2 separate regions of the Athene noctua genome follow, and region 1 is linked to region 2. Evidence: chromatin contacts called from public Hi-C data. All regions are on one chromosome and are shown on one strand. The core of a region is the stretch at or near the end of the contact, and the rest is flanking DNA. Distances in the headings are between cores, read along the strand shown.

Region 1 (7,363 bases), core at 3,001-5,500, 140 kb before region 2:
CAGCCAAGGCTGCCTTTGACCTCCACATCACCACTGAGCCCTTGTTGGTATGATGTCCAGAGAAGCACCTCTCCTTGTTGGCTTCTCTATCACTTACAGGAGGAAGTTATCAGCACTGCACTCCAGGAACCTCCTGGATTGCTTATGCCCTGCTGTGTTGTCCCTCCAGCAGATATCAGGGTGGCTGAAGTCCCCCATAAGGACCAGGGCCTACAAAGAGACCGCTCCATCTGCTTGTAGAAGACCTCATCCCCTTGTTCTTCCTGGTTAGGCAGCCTACAGCAGACACCCACTACAATATCACCCATATTGTTCTTCTCTTTAATCCTCACTCACAAGCTCTCAGTTGGCTCCTCATCCACGCAGAGCTCTATGCATTCCAGCTTTCTCTCACACAAAGGCCAACTCCCCATCTTCTCAACCTGTCCTTAAAGAGCCTCTATCCCTCCGTCGCAACCCTTGAGCCATGGGAGCCATCCCGCCATGTCCTCCTGATCCCAGCAGGATGGTAGCCCTGCAGCTGCGCACAGATCTCTAACTCGCCACACGCCTGCGTTACTCTACAGGCATTTCGGAGAAACACCCCCAGCACACAGATTTCCCAGAAGGGCTTTGGGGGATTTCTCCGTACTGGTGCCTCCTAGGCACTTCCTTGCTTGCATGCAAACGCTGGAGGTGACCCCGTTTAAGCCCTGTTTTGTCGATTTTGTGATCTCTTTCTGTTACACCACTCCAGGCCCTCTGCTCATCGACCTTGACCAGCACTCCATGACAGGGCTGCTGGTAACTCTCCCCCAAACATCACTAGTTTAAACCCTCTTTATCAGGAGGATCACGTGCGATCACGTACATACCCCAGCATATAAACTCGGTGTGAATGTCAATCCTCTAAAAAATCAGCTTTTTCCTTCTACTACCACCACACTAATCATTTTAATTATTATTTCTTGACACAACATGCAGACCAGGGCTTCCGTGCTGTTGTGGTTTTACCCACCAGAGGGCGAGATGTCTTCATCTGTGGCAGCAGAGAGGCTCCCGGTGCCACGAAAGCAGAGCCTTCCGCGCTACCTCCCCAGACAGGCTTAGGAAAAAATGCTCCGTTCAAGCAGGCGTGCAGCCAACTCTGCAGAGAGATGCATTTCTGAGCGAGGGATCGTCTCGCCCTCGCCATTAGTGACAGGGATTTCACCCGACGAGTTATGCCAAAGTTTTAAGTTTCCATGAAGCAAAAACTGGAGAGGAATGGGAGAAAATACCAAAACAGAAACTGAGGGCTGTTGTTAACTTTTTTAACCGGGAACAAAAATAGAGGCTTGTGGTATGCTGAGAAGAAACTACTTGGTGATACTGTTTTAGGGAACATATTTACATGCCCGTCGGTATCCGATATTACACACACATCCTTGATGCGTGAAAAGCTGGAGATGGTTATAAGAGGGAACTGGCCTATCCAAAGCACGGGAAGCTAAATGCAAAAAGTAAAAGCTTCCAAGTCAGAAGAATGAGGCATTTTGTTTCGGTCGTTTCGCATGTCACCAGCCACAGAGGAGAGAATGTGAGAGAAGGTAAAAATTTTTACTTCAAGCACCAGATATTGCAGCCTCAGAAGATGTTCTTTTACCCAGTGGCAATCTTTATCTGGCCTTTATCCTTGCAGCTCTCTGATAACATGGGCTAAGAGGCAGAGTATTAGCAAACAGCTCTGAGATGTTCCCTTCTTTGTTCTGTTAAGCAGCTGTTGAAGACAGTGTCAGGGACAGGGTCAGGGGAAGAACACTTCCCAGTGCTGTCTGCTGCTCCTGTTGACTTCAGAGAGAAAAGTGGAGCCTTAACAGCCCTGGAAAAAAAAAAAAAAAAAAAAAAAAAAAGAACTGAACATGCCCGAAGTTTAAGGCATTAAGCTACCTGCTGTGTCTTAAATTCTGCAGCTGTTCCTAGTGATGGCTTATCCTTCATCCTATAGTTCTTTGGTTTGTTCTGGCTGAAGGTAAAACCTACTCTCAATCCAAAACAGTTCCTCTAGCTATGAAGTGATAAGCACTAAACTTGCTCCTTATCAGTATCCTTTCTAGCATACCTGTATCAAATATTTGGCCCTTGAGAGCCAATAGATGGGGTGGAAGAAAGGAAAAAATCCAAGCTGGTATTGCTTCATCAGGGTGTCTGTTAGTCAGCAGAACAAACGCTGGATGCGATGACCAAGCAGCGTAGAAAGTGCTGTTGGAGAGCGGTCTGATCTCAATTCCTGAATATTTCACAAATGTGTGGATACTCAGGTGGCAAATTTCAGCCTACAGCCAACAAGCCTTCTGAGTGTTAAGAGACCCACTAGTGATCCTTCGATCCCTCAGACTACAGATGGGGTGTATTAAACACCATCCACTCTCCTTGCATGGGAATACACCGGTCAGACATTTTTATTGGCGTGTATTACAGCAGCATACATACACGTAATAGCACAGGTTTTCCTCTACATTACATAAGCTTTAAACAAATGAGAGATAGGAAATCTTGATAACGACTTCCTTTTCCCTTTTACAAGTAGACAGTAGGAATGTAGGAGGCTAAAGAGGCTTGTCTTAGCCTGGGCAAGTCAGACTTGCCTGTACAGAAGTTGATGTCAAAGGTGATGCTGAATCCAGATGTTCTGAGTTCCACTTTAATTCCTTATTTCCCATTTCCCCCACTATCCTGGTTTATGATCGCTATTCCTAAGAGAGTCCCAGCTTCTGTTATGACTTTCCTTAATCTTCCCCTCTTCATTCCCAACTCCCTTAAAACACCCAGGAGGAATGCACTGGGACCACAGTCTTCTGATCCTGTCCCTGCTCACATTCAGAGCTTAAGATTCTACTTCATGACCCTGGATAAATCCCCTGGCCTTACTTCCCCACTCATACAAAAAGTGAGACAGCAGCACTCCTTTCCCGTGGCAAGCAGTGCACAGGGACACTCTGCCACACGGCCTTGTTAAAAAGTTGCTGTCACTCTCCTAGAGGATGACCCATGGCCCACAGAGATAAGTTTCCTTCGCTGAGGAAGGCCCTGGTTCTTGCTAAGTTCAGGAAACCCGCTAATCAGTGCTTGGATATCACAGCAGAAGAAATCAGAGAGAGCACTTCGGTGCCAGCACCTGCATCTGAGTCAGCAGTCACATTAGCAGCTTGCTGTCTTTTAGATCCAGCCTTTTAGCCCTGCTTGGCCTTCAATCTATTATTTTCCTTTCTAAGCTCATCAGACTCATTCTTTTATCTCCCACTGGCTGGCTTTCTTCTCTCTCCCACACCATGCTTAGACAGACAGTCTGGCTGCATTTCTCTCTGCTTGACTTCTATTTACAAAATTCTCAGATCCCGCTGCCTGCCCTTGAATCGCAGCCTGGCCTGTCTTGTGTACTGTTGATAAAGAGACCAAAGGAAAGGCACACAAAAACCTCTTCTCTCCGGCGCTTAACTTGAATCTCTCTTCTCTCATACATTTGGGAGTGACTTGCACAACCACCTTTTCCTAGATGTCCCCCCTACTGCTTCTTTTTGCTGCTTCCTTCAGGAACAGGTGAGAAATGCTTGAAAGAAAGGAACCGTGTCAGTGCTACATATTACAAAATGCACTATTTCACAGCTAATATACATACAATATATGCAATAAGCCAGCACAATCACTTTTCCTGTTAAAATGTTTTGAGCGCTCCTGATACACCTTCGGCCCTCTACAGCTCTTCTTCCCCCTAAGCAAAGCACAGGGCTGGGATATCTCCCAAAAAGCAGCCTGGCTGTCAGAAATCCGTTTTGGAGGCCAAAATTTTTTAATAGCAAGGACATAGCCCAGCTGTGCCAAGAGGGTGAGGGTCTGACTGAGCCAATACTGAGTTTACACTGCGAGATGCTGAAAGGCCCCGGCTGGCTGTGAGGGGGAGGAGGAACATGGCGGCGGCCTGCGTTGGAGTAGGCCGAACCGCACTCAAACCCGTAAGAAAACGGGATTAACGCTTTCCACAGCTCCCGAAACTGATTCTTTTCCCCATTACGGGGCCGAGGCCGCCCTGAACCCCCTTTCCAGCGTGCCGGGGGGGCCCCTCCGGCCCCGGCCCCGCGGCTCGGGCCGGCTCCCGCGGCCGCGTTCCCGCCCTCCCGTTGCCACGGCAACGCCTCCCCGTCGCTCACTGCGCAGGCGCGGGAGCCCGCCCGCCTCAGTGCGCATGCGCGTCCCCCTCCCGGCGAGCCTGCGCACTGGGCGGGCCGGCGGTTGCCATGGAGACAGCGTCACCGGAGCCGGGGGAGGGAGCGGCTGCGCCGCCATGAGCCTGGGGCGGGAGCCGGGCCTGCCCTTCCTCCCGGGCTGCGCCTTCAGGGACGCCATGGTGAGCGCCGCCGTCCGGTGAACCCTGCCTCCCGGGGATCCCCCGCCCCCCTTCCCCCGGGCCACCCCCAAGCCCGGTCTGTCCCGGCCTGGCGGGGCCCAGAGAAGCCTCCCTGAGGTCCAGGCCTCTACCCCCACCCCTGCTCCAGGGACTCGTCAGTGACTTGTACCCTGTCTGGCTCTGCCGGGGGACCTGGTAGCCACTGAAGACACCCCCTGGGAACCTGGTGCTCCCTCAGATCCTCCTCTAACTCCTCAGGAGACCTGTTGCTCCTAAACTCACCTAATATTCCCTCACAGGGACATATTACACCCTAAACCACCCCAAGGGAACCACTTGTTCCCTCAGACCACTCCCTCATTCCTTCGTGAAGCCTGGTACCTCCCGAATTCACCTAATATCCCTGAGGGGACTTGGTGTCTTGTGAACCCATGTCCTGGGAACCTGGTACCCCTCAAACTCACCAGACACCCTTCAGGGGACCTGGTACCCTATGAAATGATCCCCAAGGGACCTGGTGCCCTGTAAATTCATCTGATGCTCCCCAGCAGACCTAGCACCCACTGACCTCTCCCCCAGGGGACTTGGTATTTCCCAAAGCCAACAAATATCTGCTGAACTCGCTTCTGGGAGACTTGAGCTCTCTGAACCCACCTGGTATCCCTTGACCCCACCCACAGCTGACATGGTTCTCCCTAAATTCTCCCAATGTCACTGAAAGCCTGTTACCAGGGCACCAGCTATCCCTGAGCCCACCCTCCAGGGAACTTGGTACTCTTAAGCTTGTCCCCAGGGAACCCATTGCATCTTGCACCCATCTGATAACCCCAAAATTGTCCTGATACCTTTGGAGAGGTAGGTTCTCCCAGCCTCATTTGAGACCCCAAAAACTTTATAACTGCAGAACTACTATCTGCAAACTCACCCCATGGGCATCCAGCACCCCTGAATCCATCCGATAGTTCCCCTGCCAGTTCATGTGATACCCCAAGGGAAGGATTATCCCCAAACTCACTTTACAGCCTTGAAACCTGATTCCCCCAGGAAAAACTACTATTTCTCTGAACTATCTCAGTTTTCCCAAAGGGATGTGTTCTGAACCTACTGCTCATTCTCATAATGCTCTGAACCAGGACCCATAAACTCACCTTACAGCCCCTCAACTGATTTGCTATACTCAGGAGAACCAACACTGTCCAAACCTCAAGCAGTCCTCCACCAGGAATTAATCCCCCACACCATCCCAGTACAGTTATGTCCTGGACCCACCCACCACCCTCAGAGGGACAGATACACCCCAAAGTCACCAGTCTCCCAGGCAATCAACACCCTCCTGGTACCCCCTTCTTCAAAGCTCTGATACTTCCACAAATGCTCACCCAGTATTGCCTGGAGAAAAGAATCCTTGATAGTCCACAGGGAACTAACAGTCTGGAGTGTGAGAACCTGATAATCTTCAGAGAAGTGGTATCTCTCCACAGAACTGATACCACCACAGCCTCCAGGCCCATCCCAAGGAAGTGAGACCCTCTCAGCTGCTGCCAGGTTCCTTGGAAGAAGTAGTTTCATCCTCATCCTCTTCACTTGAATTGACACCTAAATGAGGAAGCAACCTCTCCTTTTCCCCATTCCCAATGGCCCACGCACTAAGGATCTGCTAACCCCAAATCCTCCCAACATCCTCTTGAGGAAGCGGTACCACGGATGAGAAGTGATACTGAGTTCCTTCCAGTATTGTTTCAGGGCAGCTGACTGCTCTGACCTTCCTTCTCCCTGGGGAACTAATTGAATCTTGACACCATTGCTCAACTTCAGCTCAATGGTACGAATGTCAGTTTGAGAAACCGATATCCTGACTGTTTCCCGCAGAAGCAATGCTCCCAGACTTTTGTAGGGAATATTGTATATTGTTCCTACGCATTAAGCTCCTGACAGTTTTTGGGAGCTTAATATCCTTAAGAACAGGCTCCTCCATTTCCATAAGGCTCCCTATTCTGAGTGAGGCCACTTCTTCTCTCACAATACATCCAAGTTGTCTGGTCATCAGGAGAACAGGACCCCAGTATGCTCTGGTATTCCAGAATAAGGAACCTCATGTACTTTTATGTTAATGTTTGTTATGGAACATGCTGTACTGAAAAAAAAAAAGACTTATCTTGGGACAGTACTCCTTGTCCTTGATATTCCTACTGAAAACTGACACCTCCAGAATAAGCACTTCCATGTCTTCCTGATACATTCCCTAGACTGTGCTCTACAGAAGAGAGAACCTCCTAACCAACCTAGTATATCTTTAGGTGAATCCTCAGGTGATGGTGAGCCCCACTGCGGGTCAGCCAGTCTGTTCTTCCCATGTCCCTCACAGAGCCTCTTTACTTCACGGGACGCAGACCTCATGCCCATTGATCTTCCAATGGGAATGCTAATTATCCCAAAGGAAGAAAGCTTCCCTTCCATCTCCTGCCAGCACAATGCTCCTGATAATTCTAGAGGACACCACGGTATTTTCGAGGGATCCTTGAAACAGAAATTTTTATAACTCTTGATTGTGCCTCAGATGGAGTGGGGAGGAACCTCTAAAGGATCTTAACAACACTGAAGGGATCGAGTGCTCCTGTAGGAAGTTGTCCTATGTTCCTTAGACCAGTGGTGGTACTGTCACTACTATCTGTTTGATAGATGTGCTCTTGACATGATGTGCTCTTGAGAAGGACTGTGTCATGATGGGCTTTGGTAAACCCAATCCAGATCATTCTGGATGCTTTTGTGGGAACCTATTTTTCTCTGTTTTCCTAAACAGGACCCTCTCCTTTATTCTGCTTATGTGTGGATTGGGGCTACCCAAGGATAAATTGCCACTGTACCAGTCTTAATGGTGCCTTCCAATGTGAACAAACTATTTGCTAAATTAGTGACGACTGAGTTCTTCAATAATAAGTGGAGTCATTTACTCATAACGAATCCTTTCAATCATGCAGTAATAAAGACTATCTCAGAATT
Region 2 (7,154 bases), core at 4,269-6,768:
CTGTGAGGAATTGTCTTAGTGTGTGTTTTTCTGTAGGATCTAGCTCCCATCTCACTTGGTGTCAGCTTGAGATGTGCCTTGTGGTAAATTTATCCAAGAAGAAGAGAAGAAACCGAACTCACATATGGACACAAATATGGCCTGGTCCTGTTCAGTATTATGTTGTCCAGTAACAGTCAAGAATAACTTCTCCAAATCCATTGTGATTAGCCTAGTAGAAATCTGGCACAAATTGACCATGTTCAGGGCCCACGGCAGTCCTAAACCCATCCATAGCAGCTCGTGGCATGGAGAGCATGGATGTTCTTAGTCATCCCTTATCTCAAATCCTTTTGGCCTTTGCATTAGCACTCTGGGGTGTTAGGGGGAGGGCAAGGAGGCAGGGGAGTGCTACAGGCTTGGGGAGTTGTGGCTGGAGAGCTGCCAGTCAGAGAGGGACCTGGAGGGGGTGATTGACAGCTGGCTGGACAGGAGCCAGCAGTGTGCCCAGGGGGCCAAGGAGGCCAATGGCATCCTGGCTTGTGTCAGCACTGGCGTGGCCAGCAGGGACAGGGAAGGGATCTGAGCCCTGGGCTCGGCACTGGGGAGGCCGCCCCTCGATTCCTGGGTTCAGTTTTGGGCCCCTCACCCCAAAAAGGCCATTGAATGACTCGAGCGTGGCCAGAGAAGGGCAACGGAGCTGGGGCAGGGTCTGGAGCACAGGTCTGCTGGGGAGCGGCTGGGGGAACTGGGGGGGTTCAGTCTGGAGAAGAGGAGGCTGAGGGGAGACCTCCTGGCCCTCTGCAGCTCCCTGACAGGAGGGTGCAGAGAGGGGGGATGAGTCTCTTGAACCAAGTAGTAAACAACAGGACAAGAAGGAATGGCCTCAAATTGCACCAAGGAAGGTTTAGACTGGATATTAGGAAGCATTTCTTTGCAGAAGGGGCTGTTGGGTGTTGGAATGGGCTGCCCAAGGCAGGGGGGGAGTCCCCATCCCTGGAGGGGTTTAAGAGTAGAGGCGGCATGGCACTGAGAGATATGGTCTAGCTGGGAACTGTCAATGTTAGGTTAACGGTTGGACTGGATGATCTTCAAGGCCTTTTCCAACCGAGATGATCCTGTGAATTCTGTGAATGCAATTCAGGGATGCATCTATACGTGGCAACAGCAGCTGCTGAGACTCCAGGCTGATGGACATGCAAACAGACAGCTTAGTGTAGTAATAAACAGTCTGATTAGTTTAGAATCCAGAGAAGCAAAACTTCGTTATCATGATGCTAGTCTGGACTAAATAGAGGCAGCAGGAGCAGAATGACATGAATATGGTGAGGATGTTTCAAGACCTAAAGATGTTGGCCTTCTGCCACCCTGGGGTTTCTTTCTCTGCGTTGCCATTCCCAGCCCTCCAGGTTGGGATAGCAAAAGCAGCCCTGTAGAGGAGCGGAGGACTGAGCCTGTCTCCTGAACCCCAGCCTGGTGCCCTGGACTGGGATGGCAGAGGGAATGGCCTCTACTGCTTTTTGATTTATCATCATTTATGTTGCCACACAAATCGCCGCAACACAGACACTCTGCAGGACAATTTAACATGACTCAATGACACGTGCACTTAAATTAACTTAATTTAGTTAAATAAACTTCATTTACAGGTTGATTTTTTATAGAAAATAAGAACAGCAATAACCATCCTGACATTCATGAGCAAATATCAGCAATGTGGTTTCACAGTGACTTGCTTTTATTAGAAGCTGCAAATCTCTTTATCAGGGTACAAGAACTCCTCCTCAGATCTTCTTGTGCTTCTAAGGGTCTTCACCCCCATGGGAAAGGCTTCCCAGGCTTTCACTGGGGCTGGGATCCATTGTTGTCAAAGGATGAGAAATGTCTCAGGTGCCCAGAGTTCTTGTCTGCGTGGTCAGGGAGGTGTCAGTTTTAGGAACTGGGTGTCCTGCAAAGAAAATTCAGGTGCTTAGCTAGTCCATCAAACAAGTAAATTATACCTTGCCATCTCAGACTTCTGTAGATATAAGGTAACACATGGGGTTAGAGATTAGCAGAGATCCTTGTGATCTGGGCTGCTGACCTGTGGTTTTGGCCATAAGACGACCCAGATAAAATGGAGGATGTGGATGTCTCCACTCAGTACACACCACAGCTATTTGGCTGCAGCTGCTGATGACCCAGAATACTGCCAGGGTATCTTCTGAGAATAAAACTAGTTTAGGAATAAAGAGCTACACTGGACAAAGTGGTTGCTCTCTCTTTCGTCCATGCCCTCCATGCCCTTTTTCTATGAAAAAGAGTGACAAGGCTTCTCCTTTTTTTTTTTTTTTGCATCTTTCTGCATGGTGTTTCACAGAAACCCAATTAGATTAAATAAAAATGCAAATTTAAAAAAAAAAAACAAACAAAACAACCCAACATGTATGGTATGAAATGTCACCAACTGCAGAACTGGACCATGGCATCTTACAGCATCACTCTGCATGGGATATCTCCTACAAATGCAGATGCTTTTTTGCTGATGCTGATGAAAACATGTTGGAGTGTTCCTACCTAGAGGGTAGAAAATGCCCTGTGGCACTTTGATCTAATATCTGGCACTTGGCGCTAGATTAAGTAACTGAGATGGAAAACTGCACCCTGCTATGAATCCTGACTTATTTAATGGTTGTTCTGTGCTGATAAATTGGGGGTTTTTGGTAGTGTGAAACTCCATGCTGCTGCCTGTGTGGATCGACGGAGGGTCCTCAGAGCTGTCTCAAGTCATTTGCGTCCACTCTGCTTAGCAGAGGCAGAGTTTGAGCATGAGCTAGTTCTGCCCTGGTAGCAGACTCACGCTGGGAGAAGTTATTAGTGCTATATGATAATTCATTAACGATATTAGATGTGCAAACTCCAGGTTCCTCTCTGCTCATCATCAACTTCTCCCTGTGGTTTTTCAGAGAAAGCAGACTGGTGGTTTTGACACCACAAGGCTCTGCCTTTTTTGTTACCAGCCACAAACCCCAGCAATTAGAGGGGTTTTTTGGAGGATGTAGACAGCTGGAGAAGGTGGCCTGTTGTATGCCAAAAGGGGAAAAGCCCAGTAAGTCTATTTCCTCTTGGTGAAGTGGCGTTTCTCTGGAGGAATTCATCTTACCATTTGCAGCATTTCAGCTTCCCACCACGGCAGGTCCCAATGTCAACCAGAGGAGCCGAGCATGGAACAAATGAGCAGGACCCCCGGTTTTGACGGCATGCTAAGGTGTCAGCAGCTTCCTGGCTGTAAGCTGCGAAAAAACCCAAGGGAAAATTCGTGTTTATTTGTCAAGGCAGAGCACTGGAGAGTTGTGGCATTAGATTTATCTGGCATGGTTTTTGGTTTCCTGCCACCTGATTGGTGACTGGGGTAACCTGATCACATCTTCTTAAGGCCTTTACATCCCTATGAAATACAAACTAACCAGAAGAGCAAGCTGTAATGCTAGCATCTCTCCATTACAGCCTGGAGAAACAGTCTACCTGATTCATAGTGACCCGAAGATAACAGTCTGCTTCCCTAGCATCTCTCCTGGAGACATGTGCTTGTCATTCCAGTGACACACAGAAATACTGTGTTATATGAAAAAGCCATAGGAAACACAGAAAAAATGCATTTTTAATATTAATCTCACATTACTCTCAGAAAAAAAAAAAAAAGTGATGATATTCAAATAAAAATGTTCTGATTTTCTTCAAATTTTCCATTCAAGTTTCAGCAAATGTAAAGCGTATTTACGACTCATAATCTTTATCTCGTACTTTAAATAGCTTCTTCACAGGAAGCACTGAGCGTTGTGAGTGTGAGCAGTGTGCTCACGGGAAACCTGCGCACTGTGTTACCGTGTAAAATACGGTATGGCTAATATAGATGGCATAAAACTTCAGAAAAGATAAACCTTCATCACAGCCAAACCAATGGGACTAGCATTTTCCCAATTAAAATGTTTTGTACACTTAAATATACACCATAAAATAAAGTCAGTGACTGCTGTCACTAGTACTGTATATTGTTTAGCTAGATGCTATGATGATTTTAGCGTGCCAGTATGCTCAGAACTGAAGGGCCAAATGTTCGGGTGGTGGCAAAGACTGCAGCTCCCTCATCATCATCACGGGATCCGCCTGGGCTTATCCCAGGTAAAAGTCTGGCCCCAAGTTCAGGTTCAGAGTATTTCCAAGCTAAACATTATTTATTTCCACTGAGATGCTCAGCTTCCGATTCAAATTGTGTTATTTTTGTATGATTTAAGTGGATCTCTTATATCACCTGTACATCTGTGCACTTAAAAGGCAGAAGAGCCCTCATCAGCTGCCCCAACTTCTTGCTAAGCACAAACGCAATCATCTCACCCAGTACTTTCTGTGCCTGTCTCAATCCACACCTGTCATCAAACTGGACTCTCTCCTTAACTTGAAAGGTGTGCAAGCTTTATTCTATATTAGATCTACCACATTTCAACAAATTTCTCCTAGTGGTTCTCAAGTCTTTTCCCTTAATCACATATTATTCCAGGATTGTACGTTGCTAATTTCACTCAGCTGATTTTAAAGACATCATTAGACCTTTTTTTCCCTTGTCTCCTAAATTAAAAAGCCCTGTAATATTATGGGTCTTCTCTGTATGTAAGTCTTTATGGAAAGATATAAGGTAACTTGTCTTTTCACAGAGACTCACAGTTTGTTTTGAAATAGAGAATACTTTTCACGACTCATAAAATAGGAAATGTCCAAGAAAACAATCCAGAAGCCTGTAGTACAGGCTTTATCTAAAGCTCCTCACAAGTCCCTGATTTTGACTAAGAGGTTCTACATTTCTTCTTTGAGTAGACGTTTGCTGGTTTAGCAAAATAGGTACAAATTTGAGTCTACTGCAAAGCAAAGCAAGGATGGAGACAGCTTAAACTTCTCTGAAGTCCCCCAAACACCCTGGAATGATGCATGTGCTCTAAACTCACTTAATGCACATGGACAATAGACACTTCAGGCAAAAAACCCAGTCACAACTCCTTTTTTTTTTTTTCCAAAAACATAGGTGTTTTCCTCTAGAATACCCAGTCAGGAGGTGTAGGTGCAAACGTGACAAGAGAAAGCTCTCCCATTGCAGAGTTGCATCTTAATTATGAGCCTAAGAATTACCTCAGGAATACACAGGAGCATTTTTTTTCCCATCACGTCACCATGTGACTGGAACACAAGATGCTAGAAAGAGAAGCATCAGGAAGCCTATCAAGGACCTCAACTCAATAGCTTTAAGATTAAGACTATGACTAAGGAAGGGGGCTTCTAATATGGAAGTCATGGAGTCCAAGAGCACAGAGGGAATCTGAACCTCAGCACCGGTCTCTAACAGACTTCTCTGCACATGCACCCTTCACCTCCTCTGTTTTCAATCTTACCTGGAGCAGCCTGGAAGAGGAAGAAGAGAACAGCAACGAGAAAGAAAAGGATTCTCATGACTGCCAGCTGGTAGTAAGATAGCCTTTGCAGGTGTGAAGATACTTGAAGACAGACAGAAGCTGATGATCAAGGCAGAAGATGGTTCGTCCCTCTGCTTATAAAGGCTCTGGGAGAGAGAGAACCAGGGGGGCGGAGAAGTGGTGAGTTCATTGCCCTGTTACTATAGAGAGTGGTGATGTGTGAGGATGTTGCAACGTAACCCATTTGAAGATGCCTGACCTGAGCGGTGACCAAATCACACTGTGCTTGCATGCCCTGTGCCAGCTGGTGGGCTGCACCCGGGGAGGACACAGGATTGGAGGAGGAGGGAGGTGGGTTCCTGTGATCTGCAGTACTGTAAATGATGAGGATCTGCTGATGCTTCATGGCTCTTGGCCATGGTCTTGTGACAGTCTATCCTCCCCCCAGGCATGGTGAGCATAGCAAAAGCCTGCAAGGTTGCACGAAACAAGGAGGCAACAGACCCTCCTCCTTGAATGCAGCAAAGGATCAGAGTTTCAGACCTTGCTTGGATCAGAGTTGCAGGGCTGCAACTGAAGAAGGCAGGGCAGGAGTGAAAGGGTTGCAGATATTACCCCTCCTGGCTATGAAATCAGCGGATATTATAATAGCTCCAGTCTCCCAATTGTTCTCCACGGTTACTCTCTGCATCTTATATTTGTGACTTTAGGCATGGATTTGTTCCAAACCTTGAAGAAGCAGCCATTAGACAGCAAGGAGTGAAAGGGACACCACTGTGCGTGGTGCCACGCTGTCACAGGACTTAGCATCCCAGTTCCTTTTCAGCAGTCACCTAAGCTCTGTCCTGAAAACAGTGAGGTCATGTTACTTGCTGCTGTTACAGGCACTGCACTCCCATACCCTACTCTGCTGTTTTGAACCTTCTTCCAAAGTCTAGCCTTTGTGGAGAGTCTAAACCTACTCATTCTTTGCCCAAAATGATGTGGGTTTAACATTTTCCCTTGCAGCTAGTCACCTTCCTGATGAAAAGACTCACATCTCTCTCTCTGATTTTATACATTCCACATAACAAGCCTACTTTCATGTGGTGTTTCCACACCTCTTATCTCCAGGTAACCTTTCTCTGTATGTGAAAAAAAAAAACAAAACTGATTTTTTTTTTTTTAATGCATGTGTAGGACTTGCCATATATAAGATGGACCAGAGGAAGTGTCACCAGAGCTTTGTACAGCAGTTAGTACTTGTGCTTGTCTCCAAGAAGTGCCACTCCTGAGACATATGTGTCTTGGCAAACACAAGTGCAGGTGATTTTTTTTTTTCAGAGAATCAGTATAAGCCAAGAATCATTAATGAAATCAAGTCATGAGAGTGCTTAATTTTTTACTGCTTCAGTGAGAGCAGCAAACTGAAGCGATGGAGAGTAACAGCAGGAGGTGAGCTATGTCTGCACACAGAGGGCAGAGAGGTCTGTGGTAAACTGGCTGCTACAAATTGGGTCTAGGGCATGAAACGGGTGCCTCAGTTTGGGAAAAAAAAAACCCGCAACATATTAGCTTGCTATGTCAGGACTGGGATTTTAGAAACAAGCAAAAATCTTCTTTACAGTGGAGGGCAGATGAGGAGGTTGAGGAGGAGCAAGAGGATGCAGGTGGCAAAGTGGGCAAATTCCCCTCCATGGTTCATGAACATTTGTCCCTGCTCAACAGGTTGTGGAGGACAGATAGAAGTGGCAG

The links. A called contact is a pair of places that touch in the nucleus more often than the background predicts.
Region 1: a contact with region 2 is called in a Hi-C map of heart, with 5 times the contacts expected there. The contact joins the promoter of EFHC1 here to the promoter of LOC141967531 in region 2.

Annotation. Positions count from the first base shown.
Region 1 is chr1:5,434,952-5,442,314 of bAthNoc1.hap1.1, reverse strand. EFHC1 (EF-hand domain containing 1) reads left to right here and starts at 4,250. Exons shown (of 10, transcript XM_074921505.1): 1 at 4,250-4,363. The coding sequence starts at 4,301.
Region 2 is chr1:5,299,288-5,306,441 of bAthNoc1.hap1.1, reverse strand. It overlaps LOC141967531 (gallinacin-9), which reads right to left and starts at 5,518. Exons shown (of 3, transcript XM_074921416.1): 1 at 5,400-5,518; 2 at 3,122-3,251; 3 at 1,589-1,927. The coding sequence starts at 5,457. The coding sequence ends at 1,912.